Regions from separate parts of the Zea mays genome. Here regions 1 and 3 are each linked to region 2. Evidence: chromatin contacts called from public Hi-C data. All regions are on one chromosome and are shown on one strand. Each heading gives the region's core, a stretch centred on a gene start, on an enhancer-like site or on the middle of the called end of the contact. The rest is flanking DNA. Distances are from core to core; before and after follow the strand shown. Region 1 holds the start of LOC103637786 (U-box domain-containing protein 21). Region 2 holds the start of LOC100275233. Region 3 holds the start of LOC103637796 (dynamin-2A).

Evidence for each region. Hi-C and Micro-C count contacts between places; a contact is called where the count stands out from the background.
Region 1: a contact with region 2 is called in a Hi-C map of tassel, with 4 times the contacts expected there. The contact joins the promoter of LOC103637786 here to the promoter of LOC100275233 in region 2.
Region 3: a Hi-C map of tassel shows a contact between it and region 2, with 3 times the contacts expected there. The contact joins the promoter of LOC103637796 here to the promoter of LOC100275233 in region 2. A contact is called at or near these places in 2 of 25 Hi-C or Micro-C datasets (leaf and tassel).

Annotation. Positions count from the first base shown.
Region 1 is chr9:2,478,310-2,482,096 of Zm-B73-REFERENCE-NAM-5.0, forward strand. It overlaps LOC103637786 (U-box domain-containing protein 21), which reads right to left and starts at 2,049. Exons shown (of 1, transcript XM_008660839.4): 1 at 1-2,049. The coding sequence starts at 1,015.
Region 2 is chr9:2,748,263-2,751,918 of Zm-B73-REFERENCE-NAM-5.0, forward strand. LOC100275233 reads left to right here and starts at 2,298. Exons shown (of 13, transcript NM_001350149.1): 1 at 2,298-2,482; 2 at 2,599-2,679; 3 at 2,789-2,991. The coding sequence starts at 2,353.
Region 3 is chr9:3,141,689-3,145,463 of Zm-B73-REFERENCE-NAM-5.0, forward strand. LOC103637796 (dynamin-2A) reads left to right here and starts at 1,795. Exons shown (of 22, transcript XR_004852518.1): 1 at 1,795-2,137; 2 at 2,263-2,313; 3 at 2,420-2,540; 4 at 2,653-2,757; 5 at 3,160-3,221; 6 at 3,542-3,659; 7 at 3,745-3,775.

The sequences.
Region 1 (3,787 bases), core at 799-3,298, 270 kb before region 2:
CGAGGGTGTGCGCGTCTGCCGACGACGCGACCTCGCGGAGCACGACGGCGGCGCCGGCCCGCGCTGGGAGCTCGCCGTGGGACATGGCGGAGACGAGGGACTTGAGCGACGCCGGGGAGGCAATGCAGCGGCGGGCCTCGTCGTCGAGCGGGAAGAACACGGTGAGCGCGGCCAGGACGTCGCCCAGCGCGCCGGCGCGCTCGCCGGCGAGGCGCCCGAACGCGGCGGCCAGCGCGCGCGCGGCACCGGCCGCCACGAGGGAGCGCCGGTTGCGGTCGCTCTCCTTGCCTAGCGCCCTGGCCCTGGCCGCGGCCGCACCGCACGCGGCCGCGTCCCCGCGCCTCGCGGCGGCCGACACCGTGGCCACCGCTTCGGCGGCGGCGGCGTCACTGAGCGGCACCTTGGGCGTGCGCACCAGCTCGACGCCGCTGGCGCGGTTGGCGACGCACCAGTCCTGGATCATCCGGCGCGTGGCGTGGTTGGGGACCAGGTCGGCGAGCCGCAGGGGCCGTCCCGTGACGGGGCACCTGGCGTTCCCGCGCGCCAGCCAGCCCTCCACGCTCTCCCGGTCGTACGTGATCCCGGTGGGCGCCGTCACCGGGTCCCGCATCAGGTCCAGAGAGATCGGGCACACGAACTGCGCCGGCACCGCCACCTCCTCCGCTGCGGCGGCGGCCTGCTTGCTGCTCCGCCTCAGCATGGGTATCTCGGGCACCAGCCTGGACGCGGCCCTCGCTGCGCGGGACATGGCCAGAACCATTGTTTTCGGCCGGTAGAAGCGTGCTCTGGTTGATGCTGTGTCGGCTGCCGCAACTTGCCGAGAACGTTGAGCCGATGAAAGTGAGTCCTTTGTGCTGAGCTGACCGTGAAGGGGAGCGGAGAGAGATAGTGCGATGAGGCAAATGGGGGAGGAGAGAGGATATATAGGTTGCGGGCCTTGCGGGGAGGGAGAGGCGGAGAGCGAAAGGCAAGAAGACCTGTGCGTGTGCGGCGTGTGGCGGATGCCGAATGGCATTGTTTTCTGCTTTGCAGACTGGGTCGCGGAGTTTGAACATTGACCGTTGAACGCTGGAGTTGAACGAGGGGCGCGCGGCGTGGACGAGGACGATGACGATGACGATGATGGCGACCCGCGTTCGCTCGCGTACGCGGGCCGCCGACGAAGCGGGGGAAACGTTAGGGATTCCTCGTGTTCCCTCTTTTTCTTGCTTCAGTTCATCATAGAATCGGATCTTCGCGGCGTTTTTTTGTGTTCCTTTTGGCGGGGTCCGGGCGCCAGAAAGATTTGGAAACTAGTTAGATTAGATGGACAGTACTACGTAAGGCAACACTAGAATAATCAGTGACGTGCATTAGTAGTTCAACAACTTGCTGTCATCTCAAGGATTAGTTTTGAAGGAAATAATCAGGAGTGTGCCATAGTAGTACAGTTAGCAAGACGTATGTACGAAAGTCTTTGCAATAAATTGTATTTCCTTCGTTTCAAGTTGTAAGACATTTTAGCATAAAAATATGTGGTCTTACTATATACATAGAATACATATATTAATATATTACTGTGAGCAGATGAGCTATATAGCTCCCAGCAGTGGGAAACTTATGGTGTGTTTGGTTTGTGGAGTCACCCTATGCTTAATAAGGTGATGCATCATAAGTTCATTTTATTAATTTTGGTAGAATCAATACACTTCTCATGTATATAATAATTATTAGCTTATGTTGAATGTGGTGGTGATGGATCAACTTATTCTATTCCACAAACCAAATAAAAAAATAAGGAGTAAGAAGAAGATAGATCAATTCATTCCTCAAACCAAACACACCCTTAAGGTTGTGAATTTGATCTTGGCCATGCTATAGGACACAATGATACCATAGCACGTCGGCGCTCTTAGGTCATGTATAATCCCATTTAATTTAATATAGGGTTTTTGAAGGGAGCCCGTCATCACCGACAACTGGGGTGGACTCTTCGAGGGCGATGACGCTGCCAACACCGAGATCATCGACGACGGAGCTGTTCGATGAGGCGCAGAAGGTGACCAGCAACGCGTGCGTGCGCGCTCCTCCATCACACGGGAAACCTCCGCCGCCTGTTCTACCTCAACAGGCTCCACCGCAACTCTGAGGACGTGCAGACAGGCTACGCCGCGCAGCTCACACGCTCCCTCCACGTTCGCACCGGCTTCGTGCTCCCCTACGCAGTAGCCGAGGCCGCGTACCAGGCCTACGGGTACCGCGCTGCTGCCACCGCCGTCGCCGCGTACTCATGGTGGTGGGCCATTGCAGCCTGCGCTGTCGAGGTTGAAAGGGAAATGTGCCCTTGGGTCATTTCTAGTATATTTTTGTAACACCCGGATTTTAGGGGTCCAAAACCCGGGCGCTAACATAAACACCAGGTATGCTGGGACCAAGTCTCACACATATGATGTAAAGTGGCACAGGATCGAATGTCACATCTTTATATATAACAGGAGTTCTATACAAAATAAATAATTACATTATAAGGAGACAACGGTCCAGCAACCCAAAGTTGACTGGGAGACGACGGCCTAGACCACTCACGAACTCATCACAGCATCCTCCACGCGCCTCATCCTGTGGTACCTGCTCCTGACCTGTGGGGGGGGTGTGAGACAGCAAGAGTGAGCTCACATACGTTCATCGCTCAGCAAGTTGTGGGGAATAATGTGTATGAACTCGCCAAAGGTGGGAGCTCATGTGAAGTGTAAGGCTTACCAAAGAGGATGGCTGAAGCTGAGCATTGCTTTTAAAGTTGGTCAAATTTTTATTAGCCATTACTAAGTATAAGTAAATACCAACCCAATTAAATAGTAGAACAGAAGTAACAACATCACCTGCGATGCAATGCATATGACAAATTGAATTTAAGTTCCATAGATTAATCATGTGAGTGTCCGAGCCGCTCATGACCGTGAGCACGGCTAGTATACCAGTTTTACACTCTGCAGAGGTTGCGCATCTTTACCCACAAGTCATGTTACCCATCTGCCAAGGGATCGCGACTTCCCATACACCTCTACCGAGGAGGCGAGGCAGGGTAACACTACGAGGCCTTTACAAAGTTCCACTAGCTTCAGAAAACCCGCTACAGTTTATAGGAAGCTCCAATGCAGGAATCCCTTGCAGGACCGCCATCACAGCAAAATCCTCCCGAGGGCCTCCCCAGGAATCCCTTGCAGGACCGCCATCACAGCAAAATCCTCCCGAGGGCCTTCCCAGGAATCCCTTGCAGGACCGCCATCACAGCAAAATCCTCCCGAGGGCCTCCCTACACTGACCACTCCCCTACTGCCCTTGCCCCTTTCGGGTAAGGTAGTCTTCCACTAGCTTTCCTAATAAATCGGCCAAGGGCGTCCCATTAAACCCTTGTGGTAGCACTGTTTTCCCGGGTGGTTCTCCATGTTCCAATTAACATAATGATCTTATCATGAACAGTGATAATAAACAGATAATAAAAGTGTGATCATGAATAATGTATCTTCATACCCAAACCACATAAAGCACTAGCAAGTACTACCCAAAAAGTTCAGTGGTAAACAAGGTATAAAGATAGACAAACTAGGGTAACCTATTGGGTCCCATCAAAATTAACCTATGCAGATCATTATGATTAATCAGAACATGGCTGGGTAAAAAGAAGTGATCAAGGGCACAACTTGCCTGGCACTTGAGATTCCAGGTACCAACTTGCTCTTCAGGTGACACGTGTCCTCACGCTAGTCGTAGCAATACAAACAAGTAGTGTATAGGCAAAATTAACATC
Region 2 (3,656 bases), core at 1,048-3,547:
CCGCCGCATGCGGCTTCACCGGTAGCCAAGGGTGAAGTTTAGGTTGTACCTAACGGATGCAAATGCACCCCTAAAAATGCGATTCTATATAAACAGTTAAAATTTCACCACATATATATCTCTAGAAAAAATTAGTAATGCATTCACTAGACCAATTACAATCTCATCAATTTTGCTCTAGATTCGCTACTGCCGGCAGCGGCTGTGGATTCAAGGGAAGCAGCGGTGGTGGATTGAAGGGCTGTGGCTGTAGAGTGTAGGTTAGCGTTTTGCTTCATCAGGTTTGTGGTTCCTAGTGTAAACTAAAAAATGTTGACTGTGGCCTATAGTGGTTATGAACTGATTTGCTAGCCCTTATTATTCTGCTGCAACTCATAACAGCTTTTATGGGTTGCGTGCCATGAAGGAGCTCGTCTTTGCTCAACCTAGCAATGTCATCCCTTGGTAGTTGACGCGTGGATCTAGTACTGATGTAGCTGCCAATAACTAAATTGTTCATTTCAGCTTGTATATTGATGTGTGTTAATCTGTACCTTGATTTCTCCTGTTGACGAGCAGCTGATGGCACCAGTTCTCAATATACCTGGCGGCGTGCATACACAACAAGGTTCTTTTTTGGCCTAGTTTTCAATTTTAACTCTTTGTTTAGAGGAATTGTTGGAGTACACATCATAATCCACTTCTAAAACTGTTTAGCCTGCTCCCGGTAATCATTTTTTTGAGGCAATGACATTCTTTTGGAGCTGCTCTTAGAAAGGGTTGATATGAAAATTGGGCCAAATGGTAGTGCCACATGGCCCCACACGTCAACAAGTGAAGAGGGAAAATAGTAGGAGATATTTTAGTCTATAAAAACACAGCGGTCTATATGTGGATACTTTTTTTTTATAATATTCTACACGTGGACATTAGCATGCCTGATAAACAATCTCATCATAGTTTAAACTAACTACAAACTAAGTGCCTCTTTAAATAAGGGACTAACAATTAGTCTATATTTTGAAATACTAATTAGAAAGGCTAAACATAGGCTAATTCTAGACTAATAAGAGCTAATGATGGTTATTTGATGGTTACAATCTACTAGCTAAGTGGCCATGCGTTGCTACGATATCTATATATTATATGGATAGAACTTGTTTAAATGAAATAGTTTGTTTAAACATGTTCTAAAATTTTACAACAATTTAACAATTTATGCTATATTTCAACTGGTCGGTGTGTCTGATCTCAACATATTTACCACGTAAAATGTATAAATATATTTCATTTGTCAAGTGAGAAATCATAATTTTAATTCCCCATCATCTTTCGTGACGTGGCTTGGATGACACCAAACACTAGCCCTTGTTCTGTCCTGTCACCATCAGAGTAAGCAGCCAAAAGTCCCGAGTGACCTATGAAGATGGTGACGACGGTTGTCCTTCTCACATCCTCGTGACTTCAGGCCTTACACTCGTGGGAGGCGGTGGCACCATGAGGGTGCTCGTGTGGCCACCCATCCCCTCAACCAAACAACTACAATCTCAAATCGAACCCAATTAATCTCAAATTTACCAAATTAAAGACCCATGTAACTCAATCGATGACCTGACATGACATGCATGAGTCATCGTCTTGCTTGTGTTGTTGTCTACATGTACGAGAGCATCATTGTTGTACGCATATACATATCCAAATGGAATGGACTTGCTCGGCGGCATGTCGTCCGACACAACTGAGCATGGTCTGACCCATTGTCCATCAAGCCCGTGCCAGCTTGGTCCGATCACTGTGTCATGCTTGGACCTTATGTGCGACACGATGGGCTAGGCCCGATACAACCTAGTTTTATTTTCTCCATTTCTTTAATAAAATTATCTATATTATGGCTTGATTGTAGAATATAAAACACAAAGCATATGTGCTATGTTGACTAAATGGTTGTGAATATGTATTTAGAGCCAACAAATATGATTTATTTAAACACATGGGCTTTTATAGCCCGTCGGGTGGTGGGACGCCCACATAAAGCGAGAGGTGCATGATACGGGTGATGTACTGATGTATGAACAAACTCCTGCGTGTAGAGATTTTCTTGTATTAGCCTATTTTAGTTTTTTTTTGTAAACTGGGTCAATTTTAGTTTGGGAACGACATATTTTTCACTTGTGTGCTTTGGAAACACCAGTGGAATTGGTGGGCTTTGGAAACATCAGTGAATTGGTGGGCTGGGCTCGCGGCCTCGTGTGGACAAGCCACCAGGCAGCCCAGCCACACGCCTTCTCGATAACCCCCGAGAGCAAGCGAACCAAAACCACAAACAGCAAGGGCGCTGCGCGCTAGCAGAGGCGCTGAGCTGAGCTCTCAGCCATGGAAGTGGTCGATCTCTCCCCCACGTCCCGCCCCCTCTCACCGCTCCTCTCCACCGCACCCGCCCGCCGCCTCCGCCTCCTCCCTCCCCGCTGCGTCGTCGGCCTGCGCGCCTCTCCCCGGACCCGAGGTACCTTCCTCCTCATCCGTCTGGCGAGACGCTTACCCGTTCGAATTCATCCGTTCGTGCTGTCGATTTCTGAGGTGGCCCTGACTTGTAACGTGGGGCGTATGATGTTGTGGCAGGACTCGGCTGCGTTGGAGGTAGTCTCAGCAGAAGGCATTCTTTTTGTAAGAACGGATTCTTCGCAACAAGCAGTTCGTCAGGTTTAGATACTCAGTGTTATACTGTTTGTTTTTTATTAATCGATAATAACTAGTATGCAATTGGAGCTTCAGTAAGGTTTTGTGATGCATTTTTTTTTGCAACCTGCAGCCTCAGTAGAACCCGCTACCCAGGAATTGGGAACAGCGGATGCAGTGGAGTGGAGTGGGGATGCCATACGTCGGCGTTTCCTTGAATTTTATGCAGCCCGTGGCCACAAGATCCTTCCGAGCTCGTCGCTTGTGCCTGGCGACCCAACTGTGTTCCTTACCATAGCGGGAATGCTTCAGTTCAAGCCTATATTCCTCGGCAAGGTGCGACATGCATTGTGTTAGTGAAGGCTTGTGTGCTTGTGAAATGCGGCACCACATGAGACCTAAGGGCATGTACAACCTGAGACTTGGTTCGGTTTTTAAAATACAAGAGACAACTAAGAGACTGCATAATACAACTGAGACTCTGGGATACTAAATGTAGCTAAGAGACAACATGTACAAAGAGTCATGAAGAGCCGTTCTCTTGTATTTTTTTCACTTAGCCACTTAGAAACCTCTTAAGAGACCCCATATTTTTTTCACTTATGATTTATGAACTCCGCTTTGCATGTGGTCAATAAAATTGGAAATGTTGCACAAAATGGCTAAGTATCAATGCGATCGCCTACAGGGACATCTGATTTTTGGGGTTGGGTACACGAGGACGAGGGCTTGTTTGGGAATTTTCTGGAATATGAACTAATAATCCTTAGACATCAAAATATGTCACTGACCCATCTACTCCTGGTTCAAAGTTGCCCCACTTATTTTTTTCTAGGAAATGGTTAATTGATAACTATCTATTCTTGCCTTTCTTTTATGACACGTACAAGTTATTTGCAAAAATTTAAAAGTTGAAACTTCACGGTTGCAAGTGCATTTCTAATTATTTATACACAATCAGTTACTAGAATCAGTAGAATAAGCCATTGAGCATGATCCTA
Region 3 (3,775 bases), core at 545-3,044, 390 kb after region 2:
CCAGGGCGTCTCCCATTATAAAGCATACTACGAGCAAATTTAAATTTTTCATTCTTTAAGTTATGCTCGGCAATTTTAGCATCTAATTTTGCTATATGATCATTTTGTTGTTTAATTAAAGACATGTGATCATGAATAGCATTAATATCAACATCTCTACATCTAGTACAAATAGATACATGCTCAACGATAGATGTAGAGGGTTTGCAAGATTTTAATTCTACAACCTTAGCATGTAATATATCGTTTTCACTTCTAAGGTTAGAAATAGTAGCATTGCAAACATCAAAATCTTTAGCCTTAGCAAGCAATTTCTCATCTTCAACTTTAAGGCTAGCAAGGGTAATGTTCAATTCTTTGATTTTAGCAAGCAAATCATCATTGTCATTTCTATGATTGGGAATTGAAACATTACAAGCATTTGAATCAACCTTAGCAATTAATTTAGCATTTTCATTTCTAAGGTTGTTAATAGTTTCATGGCAAGTGCTTAGCTCACTAAATAGTTTTTCACATTTTTCTACTTCAAGAGCATAAGCATTTTTAACCTTAACATGCTTCTTATTTTCTTTAATTAGGAAGTCCTCTTGGGAATCCAAAAGGTCATCCTTCTCATGAATGGCACTAATTAATTTATTTAACTTTTCCTTTTGTTCTATGTTAAGATTGGCAAAAAGGGTACGCAAATTATCTTCCTCATCACTAGCATTATCATCACTAGAAGATTCATATTTAGTGGAGGATTTTGATTTAACCTTCTTCCTTTTGCCGTCCTTTGCCATGAGGCACTTGTGGCCGACGTTGGGGAAGAGAAGTCCCTTGGTGACGGCGATGTTGACGGCGTCCTCGTCAGAGGAGGAGTCGGTGGAGCTCTCGTCCGAGTCCCACTCCCAGCAAACATGGGCATCACCGCCTTTCTTCTTGAGGTACCTCTTCTTTTCTCTTCTCTTGCCCTTCTTATCGTCGCCCCTGTCACTGTCACTGGATAGTGGACATTTAGCAATAAAATGACCGGGCTTACCACATTTGTAGCAAACTTTCTTGGAGCGGGACTTGTAGTCTTTCCCCCTCCTTTGCTTGAGTATTTGATGGAAGCTCTTGATGATGAGCGCCATCTCCTCGTTGTCGAGCTTGGAAGCGTCGATGGGTTGTCTACTTGATGTAGACTCCTCCTTCTTCTCCTCCGTCGCCTTGAATGCGACCGGTTGTGCTTCGGGTGTGGAGGAGGTGCCTTGCTCGATGATTTTCTTTGAGCCTTTAATCATTAGCTCAAAGCTCACAAATTTTCCTATGACTTTCTCGGGAGACATTAGCTTATATCTAGGATCACCTCGAATTAATTAAACTTGTGTAGGGTTAAGAAATACGAGGGATCTAAGAATAACCTTGACCATCTCATGGTCATCCCATTTTTCGCTCCCGAGGTTGCGCACTTGGTTCACCAAGGTCTTCAAGCGGTTGTACATGGCTTGTAGATCCTCCCCTTGGTGAAGCATGAAGCGACCGAGCTCCCCCTCGATCGTTTCCCGCTTGGTGATCTTTGTCACCTCGTCTCCTTCGTGCGCGGTCTTGAGTACGTCCCAAATTTCCTTCGCACTTTTTAACCTTTGCACCTTATTATACTCCTCTCGACTTAGAGAGGCGAGCAGTATAGTAGTGGCTTGAGAGTTAAAGTGGTGAATTTAGGCCACCTCGTCCGAGTCATAGTCTTCATCCCCTTAACTTAATTAGTTTTATCTAAATTATAATTATTAAAATGGAATTCAATTCCAACGAAACAAACGGGTCCTTAGTGATTTCTTGTAGTTGCTCTGAGTCTCTCTCGTCTGTCGCCCAAATCCATTTTCCACGTCTCTTCCATCCCATCCCCGTGACGCCGTCTAGATTTCAAATCCGCGTCAAGCCAGGGCAGAGCTCAGGGCTCGGTCTCCCCCTTCGCCGCCAGTTGCCGCAGCCTCCAACCCCTCGAGATCCGCCGCGTGTGAGACCGCCGACCATGGAGGCCATGGAGGAGCTGTCAGAGCTCGCCGAGTCGATGCGCCAGGCGGCGTCGCTCCTCGCCGACGACGACCCCTCCGACGCCGCCGCGCCGCGCCGGCCCACCACCTTCCTCAACGCCGTCGCCCTCGGCAACGTCGTGAGTATCGGTTCTCCGCCGCCCCCACCACACGAGACCCATCGCGATCTGCTCCTGCCGCTAGCGTGCTGCACTGCTGCTCGTGTCACCCGGTCTGATCTGTTCTGATCCGTTTGTTCGTGCAGAGCTCTGGCAAGTCGGCCGTGCTAAACAGCCTCATCGGTCACCCGGTTTTGGTGAGCTCCTACCTCCTAGCGGAGCAGCTTAGTTGCCTTTCCTCTCTCTGCCCTTGTGGCGCCGTGTTTTTTTACTGGATTTGGATGGTGTTGGTGCGCGGTGCAGCCGACGGGGGAGAACGGGGCGACGCGGGCGCCAATAGTGGTTGACCTGCAGAGGGATCCGGGGCTCAGCAGCAAGTCCATCGTGCTGCAGATCGACAGCAAGTCGCAGCAGGTTTCCGCAAGTGAGTTGGATGTCGTGGCCGTGCTTCCTGCATCTATTGACGAGTTCTGGAAGCTTGGGACTGAGCCTGATCTTGATCTTGAAATTTCCTGGTTCGTTTTGCTGTGCTGCAGGTGCCCTCCGGCATTCACTGCAGGACAGACTCAGCAAGGGGACGTCTGGTGGATCAGGGAGGGGCCGTGCTGATGAGATTTACCTCAAGCTGCGGACGAGTACAGGTTTGTTTGTGCTGCGAGTAGTATAACCATTTAAGCAACCGTGTAGCTGTTTTTCTTTCCATTTCACTAGCATTGTACAGAACATGGTGTTGAATATATGGTCACACTTTTGGTGATGGTGTAAGGTTTGAACAATGACATGCTTAAATTAAACAATGATGAAATAACAGTTAGGCTGGAATATGTATGCTTGTGACACTGTATGCTTTGTGTTGGCACATTGCACTGTGGAGCAATATAATCATTTGCGAGTACATCTTTCTATCTATGTCTTATATGTTCTAAAAATGGTGAACCCCACACATAATTTCTGTACTTAGTCTTCTTTGTTAGTTTGCCTTTTTTTATTTTGTTGTGCTGCTTTATGAAATCCTCACAGTACTTTTCCTGCTTCTTGTTCAGCTCCCTCATTAAAGCTGATTGATTTACCTGGGATAGACCAGCGAGCTGTTGATGATTCCATGGTAGGTATTTGAATTATTCCTAAAATATTTTTCCTGTATAGATGCTTATAGATTAGGTAGAGTGCTGATTAACTGGTTGTGCAGTAATATCCAGTATCCACAATGAACTTTCATCAGACCATTGAATTGTGAAAGACAAGCTACACTTTTTATCTTGGGACCACTAGAACATAGCTTTCATTTCTCTGTAGCTTGTTTCATTTTATTTGATAGCTTCTGAATTGTCCTTGGCACATTTGCTTATGGAGATCACATCTAGTTCTTTTAAGGCCATCAACTTCCTTACTCTCTAGCAGAGTGCTGATTGTTTCTTACTTTAGATCAATGAGTATGCTGGGCACAATGATGCAATACTGCTCGTTGTCATACCGGCAATGCAAGCTGCTGATGTTGCATCATCTCGAGCTCTGAGGTTGGCCAAGGATATCGATTCAGATGGTCTGTGTCTTATTTGAAAATATTATTGGTATTGCATTGTCATTTATTGTAGTCACTGATGTATTTTAATTCACTGTAACTGTAGGGACAAGAACTGTTGGTGTTATAAGCAAAGT